5 separate regions of the Mus musculus genome follow, and regions 1, 2, 3 and 5 are each linked to region 4. The links are chromatin contacts, called in public HiChIP or PLAC-seq and promoter capture Hi-C maps. All regions are on one chromosome and are shown on one strand. Each heading gives the region's core, a stretch centred on a gene start, on an enhancer-like site or on the middle of the called end of the contact. The rest is flanking DNA. Distances are from core to core; before and after follow the strand shown. Region 1 overlaps Itgal (integrin alpha L). Region 2 holds the start of Prss8 (protease, serine 8 (prostasin)). Region 3 holds the start of Qprt (quinolinate phosphoribosyltransferase). Region 4 holds the start of Zfp629 (zinc finger protein 629). Region 5 holds the start of Cd2bp2 (CD2 cytoplasmic tail binding protein 2).

Region 1 (3,263 bases), core at 386-2,885, 300 kb after region 4:
GCCTCCCCTGCCTGCCCTTTTTCTGTGGTTTGCCTCTGCCCACCTCCCCATCCTCCTAGGCCTGCTCTCCAGCTCCTAGGAATTCAATGCCATTTCCCCCAGCACTTCCTGAACTTCTCCGACAGACCAGCCCCACCCTACCCTCATTTCTGGGCACTTGGTAACACATCAGCATGTAAAATAGGCACAGAGGGAGAGGCGACAACTCAATGTCCACAGTGGGTGAGGGGTAATGATGTGACAGTACAGGAATGCCTCAGAGCACGGAGAAAAGACTCCTAACCCAGATATGAAGTGTCCTGAAGCAACAGCAGCCCCACTCACTGCTGTATTTGGATCTAGAACGCCCACCTCTGCATGTGTTAAGGGCCTGGTCCCAGCCTTGTGTTGTAATTGGATGGTGGCAGAGCCTCTAAGAGCTAACTCGTAGTTGGAGAATGTTATGTCATTGGAGGTGTGCCCTTGAAGTTGGCACTGGCACCCCAACTCTTCCTTCCTTTCCCTTTACTTCCCAGCCACAGTGATGGGGGTCAGTAGCTTTACAATGCACTCCCCACCATAATATGCACCTGTCACAGGTCTAAAGCAACAAAACTGATGATCACAGACTATAGCCATGAGATCATGAGTCCAAACGAACCTTTCTTCTTTATAACTTGATCATCTGAGTATTTGTTACCATCACAGAATGCTGACTAGGGCACTAAAACAGTAAGAGGAAGCCAGGTGAAGAAAATGGAGAAAAAAGTTCAGAGGATACATAGGCCCTGAGGCATGACAGACTGTGCCTCCTGCCACACATCCCCCCACCTCCCCCAGGGAACAGGTCTAGCCCCAGCACAGTCCATCAGAAGGATCATGAAGTCAGAACACAGTTCAGGTTCCACTAAGCCTATGGGTAATGCTGGGGCACTGAGATTATATTCTAAAGGCAGTGGAACCTTGGAAGGTCTTCACAGGTTATCACAGTGGGATCTTCTGGAAGAATCCAGCCTCCAGACTCTTCTTTACGTGGAGAAAGGCTTGGTGCTCTCTCTGCTGATGGCTCTCCATCCACCTCAGCACTCACACAGATGCTCACTACCCAGGCAACCATGAACAACCCAGGGCCTTGACCTCCTCAGCTGTTTTTCTGAAAGAAGCGAGGTCTGTCTCCCATCCCCCTTGACCATATCAGTACCACCTACACACACAACTAATTCATTCATTTCATAAAACCCAGAACTAATGACATTTCCCAGGAAGGCGTTCTTGATATTGACTGTGATCTCAGGTGCCAGGTCCTGATGTCCTGGGTTTCCATTAGAGGAGGAGGCAGAGACTGCTGGCAGCCCCTACGCGGGGGTCCTCACCTCTTGCCTCTAAAACAGTCTTCACTTCAAAACAAAACAAAACAAAACAAAACAAAAAACATCTTCAGTCTTTAGACTCCTTTTCTTAGCCTTTCTTGCAGCTGAGTGTGATCGTGGTGACTGATCATGGTGACTACATTTTAATCCCTGGGACATCAATAAAAGTGCTATGTAGCTATTTAAGGAAATATTCTTCAAGGGAAGCTGTGTGTGTTGCTCCGTTCTCCTTGGCCAGGTGCACAGATGTGATAGCTACACCCCAGGCATCTTTGAGCACAAGATGTGGCCACCACAGAACCCACACAACTCTAAAAGCAAAAGGCATGTGCTCTTTGGTTTGTTGACTCCTGATTTAGAATCTCAGAAGCCATGCCAGTCTCCTCCGGCCTCGTACAGGAGAAAGACTTCCCACACAATGGAAGGAGAGAACAGACTCTTACAAGTTATACACACACACATACACACACACACAATCAACCAATCAATATTTGTAATATAAGATTTTTTTTTATGTATGTCACTCTTAGCTGGGTGTGATGGCTCATACCTGTAATCCCAGCAATTCGGAAGTAGGCAGGATTATTAAGCATTCCAGACAACCTTTTCCCCAAACAAACAACAACAAACACTCAAATAGCCAGTGTTAATGTAAACCTCTCCGGTTTGAAGTTGAGTAGGCCTAGCAGGTATCTAGGCCCCGCCTAGAACAGCTCTAGTTGCCTCTTGGGTAATTCAGAACCCAGATCCCACACATTCTAAGGCTGAACTCTCGAGTCTCCTCTCCTGACACAGTTGTGCTCCCTCTAGTGCTCCCCGCAGTGGAGAGCCATCACCCACCCAGATGCACATGACAAATGGCCATTGTCTTTTGCCTCTCTGCACATCTCAAGTTCCCAGCTATCCTGCCTCTAGAGACTCCCCTTAATGCATCCCCTATCCCCACTCCCACAGAGTGCCTGGATTCAAGCCTGACTCTTACCCAGTCCTTCCTCCCTCCAGGTTCCTGTGGCTGCAATACATCCCACATCAGTGCAGGAACCAGCGCTTAACTGTCTATGTGAAGGCAGCAATGTCTCCTCCCCTCTCCTAAATATCTGGTCCTACCCCAGAGGACTTTGGTTGCCCCATACATACAGGGCATGCATATGACCAAGGCCTGGTCTCTGGCATTTGGCTAGCGGTGTGGATATGACCAGGTCACAACAAAGGGAAGGTGTCTCTCCCTGGTTGTCAGAGGTCTGACAGAGGTACTGATTTAAGGACAATAAGCGACATGAACTATGGAGTAGGCTTCCTGAGCTAGGCGCAGGCCCCGTGCCTGGAATCGGGATTCAGGAGGTGGAAGCAGCTAAGCCAGAAGTTCCAAGGCAGCCTGGGCTTCATAGAAAGTTCCAGAGCAGTCTGGGGTATATAAAGGAGGGAGCAGGGACAGAATGAAAGAGAAGGAGAGAAAAAGACTCTTGATGCCTTTGTCCAGGTATCTGGATACAGAACATATAAAGCCAGGCCTGTGCCATAGGCTGGGTCTGTCAATTGCCTTTCTTGCTTACATCGGGCAGGTCTTACTGGGTTTCTGCCACTGGCACAAGAAACACTCAGGAGGAGCTAAGAGATGAATGCCCACTCTTCCAGAGGACCTGGACTCAATTTCCAGCACCCACATACAGGGTAACCCAAACTCCAGGTCCAGGGGATCCGATGCTGCTTCTGACCTCCATGGGCACATGCGTAGTGCAAATACAAACACGCAGGCAAAACACACATTCAAAATTAAAATAATGAACATGAAAAAAATTTAAGCTCGTGAAAATTCTTTGATGTTTCCGCAACATCTAATAGCTAGATACTAAGCCCTTCTGACCTCATCACCCCAGAGTCTCCAATGTTTTTCTGCCTACACCACATGATGGT
Region 2 (3,219 bases), core at 463-2,962, 310 kb before region 4:
AAGACTCAAGGAAGTGAGTACAGCCACCTGCTCTCTATGCCCCACACTGAATCTGCCCCTTCCTTTCCCTAAACGCACCGCACGTGACTCCCAGAGTCTTGCCCCTCCCTCCCTCTGATTCACCCCCTCCAGGAATTCTCCGACCCAGGGCTGGGCTGGAATCCAGCTGCAGACAGCAGAGGAAGTAAGGGTCAGTTTTTCCTCAGCTTAAACCTAACCCATATCCATACCCACAGACGGCCGGCACACGGGCTGCCTTTCTGTGAACTCCTGTGCCCTGTTACTCATGTGTACACACACATGCATGCACCAGCACAAGCAAACTCTGAGGCTGCTGCTCTCCAGCCTGTCTTGAGGCAGGGTTTCATGAACCTGGACCTTGCTGGTTCGCCTAGACTGGCTGGGCAGCAAAGCCCCAGGGTCTGCTGACTCCCACCCAGGACTGTCCTGGGGTTGCAGCTGTGAACCGCCACACTCACACTTTACAGAAAGCCAGGGATCGGAACCTGGGTTTTTATGGGCCTGCACGTGGGAATTGCTTTACCACCGAGCCTTCCCTAGGCCTTTCCCTGAACTCCTACCCTACCTACTTCACAACACCCCGGCTTTGTCTTTATTTATTTATTTATTTATTCTTTTTTTTTTCCAAGACAGGGTTTCTCGGTATAGCCCTGGCTGTCCTGGAACTCACTTTGTAGACCAGGCTGGCCTCGAACTCAGAAATCCCCCTGCCTCTGCCTCCTGAGTGCTGCTGGGATTAAAGGAGTGTGCCACCACATCCGGCTTTTTTTTTTTTTTTTTTTAGAGATTTTTCTCTATGTAGCCTTGGCTATCCTAGAATTTGCTATGTAGACCAGTCTAGCCTCAAACTCACAGACATCTGCCTGCCTGTGCCTCCGTGGGACAAAGCACAACTGGCTTTAAAGACACGTGCCACCACACCTGGCCTAACTTTGCCAGTGTTGTTTGGTTGGCATCTTTCCATGCCCTCTGAGGATTTGGTTCCCAGCGTTGTTCTTCCACGAGCCCTGCAGCTACTGTGCAGTTGAGAGTCCCACTAATTGGGTCTATATCACAGCTCCTAATTTGAAATGATTAATCAATAATTGCCTTTTGTTACTTGATTCGAGTCTGACATCCCCACTTCATCATCATCTTAAGGAGGTCATAGATGGTACAGTCTGCCACTTGTGCCGGGTGCACAGATAGGTACTTAGCAAATACTTACCGGATGATTGTCAATAGCCAGCCGTGCTCAACACCTGCAGGAAGGTGTTTCTACAGAGGGCCTGCCACGAATGGCTTTGGCCTGGGGCATTCCCCCATGCTAGTTTTAGATACCTGGCCTGAGGAGGGATGGGAAGGGCTGAGCAGCGGCTGTGGCCCTACCTTAATAAGGTCTAGACCAGGCCAGGTTGTCGGGGAAGAGGGGACTAGGAGTGGGGGGAGGGGGGGTGATAACTGAGTGACCAATAAGACCTGGGGTACTTGGCTGGCCCTTAGGGTTCCCAGTCCTGCCTGGGACTGCTTTCTGACTGTCCAGGATCAGTTTTCCTGTATCAAAAGCACCCACTGCGAAAGGATCCAGGAAAGGACCACAGAGGCCAGAAGCAGGAAAAAAAAAAGCCTGCTTTCCGAGGAGGAGGAGGAGGGCGTGGCTGAGGGAGGAGCCCACAGGTGGTTGGCTCCTGAAGTGCCTGGAGAGGTCTCTGTTGACCAAATTGTAAGGCAGAACAGGTCCACGCTGGTCACTGCAGAGAGACTAAAGGTGTGTCCCGTCTTCCCCCTGGCCATTTTCTGCCGAGAAGCCTGCTTCACCTTCCCAGCCTAGATCCTGGGATTCCTCACTCTGATCCCACACCTAGATCCTGCCTTCAAAACCAGCCTTCTGGTTCTTCCCTTTCTACCTAGGGGCTCCTTCGGGGGGCCCTTGTCCTAGGCCATGGCCCTAAGGGTGGGCCTGGGACTTGGGCAGCTGGAAGCTGTGACCATTCTGCTCCTTCTCGGATTGCTCCAGTCGGGAATCCGTAAGTATGGATCCGCGGGAGGGAGGGTTGGAGAAGGAGCCCCGGTGAGAGCAGGCTGGTCCCCGTGTAGACTGAATTCGCGAATCTCCGTGTTCCTACCGTCTTCCCCTCTTCTCTTGTTAGTCCCCCAAACAAGGAATCACCCTATGGGGAAGCGGTTGGCGTGAAGGGCTCTGGGGACTCAGGCCTCCCTGCCAACTCCTCTCTCTTTCTTTCCCTCCAGGAGCTGACGGGACTGAAGGTGAGGCTTTCTGCGGGAGTTGGGGGAGTGAGGGCACAGCGGCTCGGTGTCCCCTGGCGGGTTGTAGGAACACTTGTCGCCTAGCTGGGCTTGCACTTAGCCACACTAAGTGTCCCAACAGCTCTGAGTGTATGGAATCTTGGCTCTTGTTTTATGAGGAAACTGAGGTAAAGAGATGCAGTGAGCTGTCCGCGGGCATAATCGAAGCCTGACTCTCAGTGTGGGTAGGGGAGGTGGCTCTGAGAAGATCAGCTCCAGTGTAGACTGGTTTCCGGTCTGAGCATAACTATCTAGTAGCCTTGTCTCCTTATCTTTCAAAGCTCCAGTTTCTTTGCCTTGAAAAGCTGTTCAGTTCTGTTCTTCTAGGGCTGTGAGGAAGACCGGGAGATTGGGAAGTGAAAGCCCCTTGGAGCCTAGATGCGCCTCAGCTGCAGTCTGAGTAGTAGCCATTGTCAGGATTGTGAGGGAATGAAGGAAGAATCTAGCTAGGTGTTTTCTCTGCCTACTGCTAGCTTGGGGGGTGGGGGGAGCGGCTCAGGTCCCCAACCTGAGGAATCCAATTTCCTTGCAATGTTCAATCACACCCCTAGTTCTCCTGTGCTCAGCAGATGGGGAGAGGGTGGAAACAGGTGTGTCTCTAGGTAACGCTCAGGTTGGTGCAGTTGGAACAGTCATAGGCATGAGAACAGGTGTCAGCCAGCCTGGACTCTGTGGAGAGGGCCCTGGAAGCTGAGAGCGACACCTGTGACCTAGCCGGCTGATCCAAACATGCCATGGAGGGGCTGTGCCCGGATGGCTCTCTAGCCTAGTGGAGAAAGGCTGGAAAGGCATTCAGAATAGAGTGACTGGTCTTAAAGGTCCAGTGGTAAGGAGTGAGTGGCCCAGTGGCTGTGACAGGAAGCGGGGCTGTGTGATAGTCAGAGGATAGTGGCATATGTACCTGCAATTTAT
Region 3 (3,260 bases), core at 656-3,155, 490 kb after region 4:
ACACTATAACATCAGAGGTCATATCTTATCCACAGGGCAGTGTTACTGCTGGCAAACAGCTGATCCCACTGGCCGGTCCCAGGGACCTACTGGCTGCTTACATCATTACCTGCCACCACCAGGTGTGCCAGGTATGAGCTCCCAGACACCCCAGATCCTTCTCTGTGTCTTCTTTCTGCTCTCTCTGCCTTGTCTCATGTTTCTTTCTCCTATTCCCTTTCCTTGTCTGTCTGCCTGTCAGTTTGCCTCTATCTCCTTCATGTTCTCTCCTCCCCAATAAACCTCTTATACTAGATCTGTTTTGTGGAGTAATTTCTCATGGGAACCTTGGCATGAGTCAAGGGTACCCTACCACTCTCGCTTGCATCTATCCTGTCAGTTACAGCGTGATGGGTCCAGCACTAGGTAAGATACATGTCTTTCCCCTCCCAGAAGCCTGTATGGCATTGTGCAGGCTAGCCAACAGGGAGAAAGTTTCCTGGTCAGCTCAAGGTTAATTTTGTTATGTTCTGCATTAGGAGTGGTATTCTCAGCAATCGAGTCTCACCCTGTAGTTACGGTGCACAGCCAAGAGCAATAGCAGTAGTGTGCTGTTTTCGGAGCATCTGGAGCCTTACTGACCAGTAACTCACAGGGAGAGGGCTCACCCCGGCACTGAGGTTCTCATTTAATAATTCATGTCTTCTGGGAAGCACTCATGCAGGGTACTTCTGCTCAACTCCCTATTTAAAAAATATTATATATTTAAAAATAGCTTTCAGAACAGTGGGTTCCTGCAATGCTTCCTCATATACGCTTAGTTTGGGCTTCCCTTCCCCCCACCCTTTTCTGAATCTCTTTTCTTCACTTTAACCCTGAGTCTCTCTCTCTCTCTCTCTCTCTCTCTCTCTCTCTCACTCTCTCTCTCTCTCTCTCTCTCTCGTTTCACATCTCAGTGTTCTACTATCTTCACTAATAGTTTTTTCTTGGGTTGGAAGATGGTTTCCCTATAGCTTTTTCATATACCTTTTATTTTGGCTAACCTTGCTCCCTCCCCCAGGTTTGACCCTTCCCCATTCCATCCTTCTCTACTTTATTTCCCTGACCCAGCCCTTAGGTATCCACCCTTGTGGTCCATCTCTAGTTTTCTGGCTCCCACGTGTACTCCAGGTTAAACATACATGACCAAAGATTTAGAGCTAGGAGCCACATATGATCCAGAACATGCAATATTTCTCAGTCTGCTACAAAGTCACTGATGCTACAGTCTCCTCCGTCACCCTTAGGGCCTCATCCAAAACCCCTCCTCCAAATTTCTATAAATTTGGGGGGGTAAGTTTTCAACACACTGACTTTGGGGGAGCACATTCAGACTGCAGCTCTCAGGAAAAGTGGGAGGGATGAGGGGATATTTGTGGGGTTCCTACTCTGTCCCTCAGAAAATTTGAGATAAAAAGAGAATGGGCCGCATGTGCTTGTGCGCGCTTTAATCCTAGCACGGGCTGGGGACACAGGAGGTGGATCTATACAGTGAGAGCCTCTCTCTGGTGGGGTTAGGGAGAACGGAATTGGGGCTTGAGTGCAGGTCTGGGATCCACGATTTTCCCAGCACACCACTAACAAGGCTTTCCGGCCCTCATAGGAGAGTGAGGTCCGGCATTCATGGCCCTGCACTCCGAGGGAGCTCCAGCAGGGCTGGAAGTGGAGAAAACAGGGCCTGTTTGGTGCCAGAGGAGTCAGAATTTCTAAGTGCTCACAGCTGAGCACTTCCCACTGATTCTGGGGTTCGCAGTGGGGCTGGCTCAGCGAGGGTCCAAAGAGGTGTACCGTGAGGGCTCTTAGGAAGGACTGACCCAGCTCGGCCCCTCCCTCCCCTCTCTCTGGCAGCCCCACCCCCAGCCTCAGCTTCTGGGAACATTCGACCTGAACTGTGGTGAACACACTGACCCGCTGGCTGCTCCAAGTCACCATGGACCCTGAAGGTGACCTAAGTCTCTGCTCTGTGTTCCTGTTTTCTATGTCCCCTACTGCCCGTCCCTCTTCCTATTTCAGCCATCTGCCTCCCTCTCTCTTCTCTAAAGAACCCCTTGTGGCCTCTCCTTGGATCTTGTTCCCAAGTCCGCTTCTCTCTGTCTTGTTTGAACCTCCAAAATCCTCCTCTTGCTTCGCGGTTCTTTCTGTGTTGAGCCCTACGGAAGGGCAGAAGCTTGGGAACAGAATGGATGGGGTTGCTCTGCTGGGGTCAGATGGACTGGTAGTGGGAGTTTGGAAAGGGGAGCAGCCCTGGACTCTGTCCCTTGTTAGCAGCCAAGAGAAGCGGAGGCAAAGTCCGGTCTCATCCCTGTAGAGTGTGGGGGGCGGGGAGGGGATGAAGTCGGAGACTGCGCTCAGGCCGCAGAGTCTGGCTTGGGACTCACAGCACCTGCTTGAGCCTAGAGTGCATCAAGGACAGGCTGCAGGGCCATCGGAAGACTTCTACAGCCTCACAGCCTCTTTTTCTTGCAGTAGCATTGGGTCTGGGGTGTAGCTCAGTGGTCGACACTTGCGCAGCATGCTTAAGACCTTCCACCCTAGTAGGTTTGCCGCTCTTATTTAAATCTTTTGTGTTTCCCTTTCCTCCCTGGGGCCTCCTCCCCCATCCTCCCCACTTTCCTGCCGGTTTGCATGCAACTCCTCTGGCCTGCCTGTGGAGCCTGCTCTGGATTTGTAGGTCTGGCTAGAATCTGGGGAGTTGCCTGTGCTGATCGGGCTGGCCTCAAACTTACCGAAATTTGCCGCCGGCCGCCTGCCAAGTGCTGGGATCAAACCCGTGTGTTCTGCCTGGTCTGCCTTTCCCTCCTAACATTAACACTGCCCTGGATTTGAGGCCAGGGGATTCACAGCTGTGGGAACCCTGGGAAGTTACCCAGAAGGATTCTAGGTTTCTGCATCTGGAAGATGCTTCAGGGTGGTAGGGAAACTCAACCACCTTTGCAAGTGTCCCGGTTCCTGAGTTCTTTACTGAGGAACTGTGGGTGGGTGTTCAGGGAGGGCATGGATGCCCAACATGAATATGAAATTCTGAGAAAATAGCCATGGATTCCCTTTTCTGAGAAAGGGGGTTCAATAATGGCATTTTTCATCCAACCCGGGTTTCTGAATTTTTAAACTTATTATTGTATGTGAGTGCATGGTGGTGGGGGTGTCAGGTGTCACAGTGTGGAGGTCAGAGGACATCTTTTCAGAGGTTGTTCTCTTCTTCTTTCCACCTTTGTACGTCTCTGGGGATGGAGCTTGGGGCC
Region 4 (2,947 bases), core at 77-2,576:
CTCCCACTGAGACCAGACAAGGCAGCCCAGTTAGGGGAACAAAATCCACAGGCTGGCAAAAGCTGTAGAGACAACCCCTGATCCAGCTGTGGAGGACTCACATGAAGACCGAGCTATATACATCTGCTACATGTGTGGGGGAGGGGGGTTTGACCCAGCCAGTATATATTCACCTAGGTTGGTCTTAATTCATGGTGATTTTCCTGTGTCAGCTTGCAGTGCTAGAGTCACAGCTATTCACTCCCATACAGGGCTTGGAATTTATTTATTTATTTATTTATTTATTTATTTATTTATTTATTTATTTAAGGTTTGAAACGAGTCCTATTGTGCATCCCAGGCTGATCCTGAAGTCCAACTCTTGATTCTCCTGCCTCAGCCTACTAATGGCTGAAGATTACAGGTGGTGTGCTTAGCTACTATGGAACTTTTTGAGGGTAGAATGTTCAATTGTTCAACTCTGGTCTCCTCACACCTGGGTTCATTGAAAACTGTGGCCTCGAACTTTACCTCACATCTCATGTCTTGATTAATTTGCCTTGTAAAATGGGGATGATTCTAAGTCCTCTCTCAGGATGTGGTGGGGAGAAAATGAGACACAAGCAGGAACAGTTTGGGAGCCCTGTGAGGTTCCTTGTTTAGAAACAGGGTCTCGCTAGGTAGCCTGGAGCTATGTGGGCCACGAATATTTTGAACCTTCAGGTCCTCCTGCCTCTGTCTCCCAAGCAACGGAATTACAGGAATTCACCACTACTTCTTGCTCCCTAAGTTTATGGAAGGATTGCCCTGCAGTGAGTTGCATACCTTACCACCGAGCTGCTGGGAAGGGGTAATGCTTGCCTACCTTGTCAGTTTCTTCCTCCAGGGAGACCTGACCACCGGTGGGGGGGTGAGAGGTGGGTAAGAGGGTCCGTAGCGCTGGGTAGCCTTGCCTGGCCCATTAGCTTCTGCTCTTACCGCTAGGTCAGCCCACCCAACCTTTGCTTTCACCTCCTAATCACCAACCCAGGCATACCAGCCCCAGTCCTGGGTGAGTCCAAACAAAGGCGGGTCTCAGGGGACCCGCGGCGGCCGAATCTGAGATCAGCTTAACTGAGCGGCTGGCAGAGTCTTTGGAGAGAATGGCCAGAAATCCGAAGACCTTCGCCGGCCTCTGAGCTCCCCCAAAAGCTGATCTTCCGTGATTCCACTAGACACTGGGAGAGGGGCGTCATCAGCCACCTCCTTGCTTCCATACCCACCCCCTCATTTTTTCCCAGGCTGTGGGAGGCAAAGGGTTAAATCCCATAGAGCTGATGTTCTGACTCCAGGCTAGAGGGGCCCGGGAAGCTGGGGTCACTTCCTGCTCCGTCCCAGTCACCCTGAACTGGTCCCCGGGTCCTCAGCCTGGAATCACCCCTTGAGAAGGACCCTAGAGTTCCCGGCATCTAGCCCGTCCCCCGAGGCAGGGCACTTAAGGGGTTAAGTCCCCTGGGGCTGGCCTCTGCCTTTCGGCTTTTCCCAGACCCCAGAGCCGTGAGTTGGGGCCGCCTGGGTTCCCGGGGTGGCCTGGAGGCCCGGGACAGCCGCCGGGGAACAATAGGGCCAAGGAGGCGGCGACGGGCGAGGGGCGCAGGCCGGGCCCGGGGCGGCGGGGGACGGCGGCCGGGGGATTGTGAGAACCGCGCGGGGACCGCCGTGGGGGAGGGGAGGCGCGCGCGCCCAGAGAGCGAGTCCGGCCGGGGGCGGCGAGGCGGCCGCCGCTCTCCCGGAGCCGGGCAGCCTGGGCGTCCGCGGCGGGGAGGGAACGCCGGCGGCTCGCCTGGGCTTTGGGAGCCGGGGACAGGGTGGGTGCTCCCGGCCGGAGGCGCTCAAGTCTTGGTCCGCCGGGGTGCGGGGGGCGGCGTCGAGGGCGGTCCCGCTGCCTCCTGGTCAGGGTCACCCTGGGCCGCGCGCACCTCCGCGGGAAGGCAGCCGTCTCCGGCAGTCCTTCCCGCCTCGGTCCTCTGGGGGTCGTCCGGGGCAGGAGGCTGGCGCTCTTGGGCCTGGGCTGGTTCCCAGTAGTAGTCGCCTCGCAGTCTTTGCTACTTCTTGCATGTGGCCTGGTTATTAACTCTTTCCCTTCTACGGTAGGCCCTTGAGTTTTAAGTTTCTCTGTCCAAGTATCTAAGCTCCTACCTGTTCTCGGTCAGCTCAGCAGGGTAACCTTCTCCTCTCCGGGGGGCCCCCATCTCTCCCTAAAAACACTTAGAGATAGGGGATGGCTAACTCACTTCTCGGCTGCATTAGCAGTTGGTCAGCTGTCCATTGCTTCACCTGCTTCACACCCCAGCTACCTCTTGGTGAGCTTTGTCCTCTTTGTCCCTGTGCACAAAGTACCTATGCACACTGTCACCCCGAGGGTAGATTATTCCAGGGATTCCGTTAGATGTCAGCGCCCTCCTGCAGCCCTGTTCTCTCTCCTGGGGATCACCCCCGGGATTTTGAGTGACAGATATGACTCCTTCCCCTGGGGGCTCACTCTGACGAACTTATGTCACTTTTCTGACATCGATCTGCAAACTGATCTTAAAAGACACTGAACAAGATAGGCTGGCTTTCTGGGAGCATGAGGTGTCCAGCTCACTCAGTCCTCCAGCAGAGTTTTTACTGGGTACTTGTCCTAGGTGTGTGATGAAGCATCAACAAAAAGAATAAGGCAGAAGGATGGGTCCCCAGGTGTGTGTCTGGGTGGCTTTGGGGACATCCGTACCTAGAGCTCAGAGACGCAGCCTCTCAGACCTCCTCACTGGGTCTGACTTTTGCAGCCGAGGGAACTGGGCTTCCCTGCACTTTTCTGGCTCATTCTCGGGCTTCCGAGCTCTCCTCCTCTCCTGCCAGGAGACCACAAGTAGGAGTCTCATGTGACTGTCAAGGTCAACCCATGCCACAGGGCAAGCCAAACACAGAACGCGGAATTTGTGGTCTT
Region 5 (3,120 bases), core at 579-3,078, 420 kb after region 4:
TCCAGGGGTGGAACCCAATGTTTACATTCTCTTCTGTCTTGGTCCCACCTCAGTGGCAGTTTTGTGGCGCTTTGAGGAACCGGAAAATGAACCTGCTGTTATATCTGTCTCCCGCCTTGTTATTTGAAGAGTGCTGTAGAGTAAGGGGAGTGGGGGAGGCAGGCACAAAGTCTGACTTTCCATAGGTTCAGTCTGCAGGTCTTGGCAGGAACATCTGGACCACTGGTTCTCAATCTTCCTAATGCTGTGACCCTTTAATACAGTTCTTTATATTGTGGTGACTCCAACCATAAAATTATTTTCATTATTACTTAATAACAGTATACTACTGCTATGAATCATAATGTACGTCTCTGTTTTCTGATAGTCTTAGGCAACCTCTGTGAATAGTATTCGACCCCCAAAAGGAGTCACAGTAAACGCTCACTTCATCTCTCATCAACAAACATAGTGGTCCAGCTCCTTCCTCCTCAGCTTTGCCTGGATTCTGCTGCTCCCACTCTCACTGGCCTCCTGGGATCCTCTGCACAGCTTGCAGGACTGGGATCGCCTTTCCAATGGCTTCAGCCCCCTGGAAGCTGAAGGAGGGGCCTGAGAGTGTGTGCAAAACCACCATCTTTAGATTGGGCTGGGTTCTTGGTCAGCAGCTTGGTGCAGTTCCCTGGGCGTCTAGGGTAGACTAACTGCCTGGGGTTCATCCCAGCAGGTACACACAACCAAACTGCGCAGCTCTTGTTTTCTGTGGCTAGATCTTTGCCACACACCCTCTACTCCGGGTCAGGATGATAAAGGTGTGGGCTTCTGTGGCCGTAAAGCTCCACTTGGCACTTCTCAGCAGAAAGGGGATCAGGGTGTGTGGTCTCCAGGTAGAGAAAACCCCCTCCGGATGAACCAGCAGTGCTGAGAGCTGCTTTCTTCAGGGTCCTGTCTGTAGCAAGATGCCCTCCTGGTCTAGAACTTGTGTTCTGTACCCACAGAAGTGAAGTTTCATGATTCACAATGGGAGAAAACCCTGGAGGAGAAAGGCGTGGTCCATCTGGCTGCCCTCTTCCAACTCTAGTAGGATCACCGGAGCTATTTAGCCGAGGGTGGGGACGGGGGTGGAGGCGTTGAGGTTTGAGTTGTTCCCCAGAGCTCCAGATCTAAACCTCACTATTGGGGAAGATCTCACCTGGCCCCAGCTTTGCAGGAGCTGGATCCCAGCCCTTTGGCAGTTTGCTAAGGGATGAGGTAGGCTTCGTGTAACTGATGGGCTTCTGCCTGGTTACAGGCCACGGACGGAAGCCAGTGGCACCTCCTGTGATGGTTGTCCCGCTACAGAAACTAGGAATTAAGTGGGAGAATAGACATGGTGCAAATGACTCCTGGGTTCTAAAAGGGCTTGGTTTGGAAGGTGCCCGAGCGCTTATAATCAGAAGCAGGACTCAGAGAGAAGAGCAAGACTTTCTTTAAAAATAGACGGTCTCATGTTGTATCCCAGACTGTCGTCAATCTCGCGACAATCAATCCTGTTTCAATTTCCCGAGTGTTGGGACTGCGTTAAGATCGGAAGCCCGGGTGTCTACTGAAGGCCACTAGGCGTACAGAACCCTATCCATACATGCAAACGGAAGCCCGAAGCCTCTGTTCGGCCTGTGCCTCTCCATCCAGGCCTTGGGAACCTCTTAGCACACCACGTCCTTATCCTCACTGTAGCCTCCATCGTAGAGGAATAATAAAACATTTCCCGCCATCCTCAAGTCCCGTGAGGCAAGGACGTAGTTCACGCGAGTCTTTGCAGGTCTTGCGTCACTTCCTGCCGCGAGTCGGCCTTGGCTAATGGTATGCATCCGCCCTTTTTGAATAGAAGTGAAGCCACTTCCGGGTCCTATGCCGGTCTCCACGGTTTTTTTCCGGGTGATGAAGGCGGGTGCCCCGGATGTAATACCGGCGAAAGCATCTTTCCTTTTCTTCCCCGCCTGACCCTGGGTTCCTAGGTGAGCACCGGCGGGTAAGATTGTTTGAATCCCCGCGGGTTTGCTTCGCCTTTAGTTTGTACGCCAAGGACATGGCCGAGCAGGTCGCTACGTGGTATTCGGGGATCTAGGCAGCTCCAGCTCTTGGGTCCGACCGGCCTCTGTGAGCACTCGGGTGGGAGAGGTGGTTGAGTTCGGTAGCTCCGGACTGGTAGGGGAGTGGTGACGTAGGGGAACCTGACTCCCCATCCCCGGGTGGGAATACCCGCAGGGTCCACGCGGGGGCGGAGATCCTTCCCATCGCCTCTCCTCCGGGCCTCAGAATTGCCCAACCAACCCCGGACGTCGTGCCTGCTAGTTCTCTCAGATGCTTTAGCGATCTGTCCTCGCTCACATTTACCAGGAAAAATGTTGGTGGCCCCTGCACTCCCCCGCGGTCCTCTCTCCTTACCTCACTTCCTCACTACATATCTTTTTCCGAGGTCCAGCTGGAGGAAATCCACAGCCAATCATGCCAAAGAGGAAAGTGACTTTTCAGGGTGTTGGAGATGAGGATGGTGAAGATGAAATCAGTGTGCCCAAAAAGAAGGTGAGATGGCCAGATTTCGAATTTCCGTGGAGGACTGAGAGGAAAGAAGAAGGAGAAATCTGATGGGAGGAAAGCCGGGAAGCCAAGGAAGTGTTAGTTTTCCCCGGCGCACTGGGTTTGGAAAGATTTGTGTACAGATCCTGGAGTATCTGGGGAACTACCCAGTTGGCTGCATTTCTCATTTGCTTCGGCCTCCTCACAGCTGGTGGACCCTGTGGCTGCAGCAGGTGGTCCTGGGAGCCGCTTCAAAGGCAAGCACTCTTTAGACAGTGATGAAGAGGATGATGATGAGGAAGGGTCCAGCAAATATGATATCCTGGCCTCAGAGGATGTAGAAGGTGAGCTATGTCCGAAGCGTTAACTGAGTTGGGGGGACAAGCCTTCAGGATGGAGGTGGGAGGTGTGCCTGCTTCCCTTTTGCGTGTCTAGCATGCCCCACCCCCAATGTCTTCGGTGCAGGTCAGGAAGCAGCTACTCTCCCTAGTGAGGGCGGTGTGAGGATCACACCCTTCAACCTGCAGGAAGAGATGGAGGAAGGCCACTTTGATGCTGATGGCAACTACTTCCTGAACCAGG

What was found. Promoter capture Hi-C pulls out the DNA fragments that hold promoters and counts their contacts. HiChIP or PLAC-seq counts read pairs in DNA pulled down with a chosen protein or histone mark.
Region 1: an H3K27ac HiChIP or PLAC-seq map of T-cell acute lymphoblastic leukemia shows a contact between it and region 4, with 7 times the contacts expected there. The contact joins the enhancer-like site here to the promoter of Zfp629 in region 4. A contact is called at or near these places in 2 of 39 promoter capture datasets (embryonic stem cells and neural stem cells), 4 of 484 Hi-C or Micro-C datasets (bone marrow-derived macrophages, cerebellar granule neurons, cerebral cortex and 1 more), 9 of 115 datasets of contacts at active chromatin or transcription factors (T-cell acute lymphoblastic leukemia, bone marrow-derived macrophages, craniofacial prominence and 4 more) and 3 of 9 other capture datasets (adipose tissue, embryonic stem cells and liver).
Region 2: a contact with region 4 is called in a promoter capture Hi-C map of neural stem cells. The contact joins the promoter of Prss8 here to the promoter of Zfp629 in region 4. A contact is called at or near these places in 1 of 39 promoter capture datasets (neural stem cells), 3 of 484 Hi-C or Micro-C datasets (all in embryonic stem cells), 3 of 115 datasets of contacts at active chromatin or transcription factors (the SCID.adh cell line, pancreatic cancer cells and stem cell-derived neural progenitor cells) and 2 of 9 other capture datasets (embryonic stem cells and liver).
Region 3: a contact with region 4 is called in a promoter capture Hi-C map of liver, with 4 times the contacts expected there. The contact joins the promoter of Qprt here to the promoter of Zfp629 in region 4. A contact is called at or near these places in 4 of 39 promoter capture datasets (embryonic stem cells, frontonasal cranial neural crest and liver).
Region 5: a contact with region 4 is called in a promoter capture Hi-C map of liver, with 2.4 times the contacts expected there. The contact joins the promoter of Cd2bp2 here to the promoter of Zfp629 in region 4. A contact is called at or near these places in 5 of 39 promoter capture datasets (cranial neural crest, frontonasal cranial neural crest, liver and 1 more) and 2 of 115 datasets of contacts at active chromatin or transcription factors (double positive thymocytes and pancreatic cancer cells).

The regions. Positions count from the first base shown.
Region 1 is chr7:127,318,398-127,321,660 of GRCm38.p6, reverse strand. The region is part of intron 18 of Itgal (integrin alpha L); the gene reads right to left. Among named protein-coding and RNA genes, the nearest start is that of Itgal, 24 kb to the right of the region's middle. Within about 2 kb of position 1,635, at least 2 of the 459 cell types and tissues checked have an H3K27ac peak or open chromatin away from gene starts, as enhancers often do. A contact at or near this core is called in T-cell acute lymphoblastic leukemia, where this site is marked.
Region 2 is chr7:127,928,606-127,931,824 of GRCm38.p6, reverse strand. It overlaps Prss8 (protease, serine 8 (prostasin)), which reads left to right and starts at 1,712. Exons shown (of 6, transcript NM_133351.3): 1 at 1,712-2,027; 2 at 2,251-2,268. The coding sequence starts at 1,943.
Region 3 is chr7:127,120,674-127,123,933 of GRCm38.p6, reverse strand. Qprt (quinolinate phosphoribosyltransferase) reads left to right here and starts at 1,905. Exons shown (of 4, transcript NM_133686.1): 1 at 1,905-1,961. The coding sequence starts at 1,949. It also overlaps a transcript of Spn not described here.
Region 4 is chr7:127,613,651-127,616,597 of GRCm38.p6, reverse strand. It overlaps Zfp629 (zinc finger protein 629), which reads left to right and starts at 1,326. Exons shown (of 3, transcript NM_001362196.1): 1 at 1,326-1,515.
Region 5 is chr7:127,194,785-127,197,904 of GRCm38.p6, reverse strand. Cd2bp2 (CD2 cytoplasmic tail binding protein 2) reads left to right here and starts at 1,828. Exons shown (of 7, transcript NM_027353.4): 1 at 1,828-1,976; 2 at 2,444-2,544; 3 at 2,747-2,882; 4 at 3,004-3,120. The coding sequence starts at 2,467. It overlaps Tbc1d10b (TBC1 domain family, member 10b), which reads left to right. Exons shown (of 9, transcript NM_144522.5): 9 at 1-446.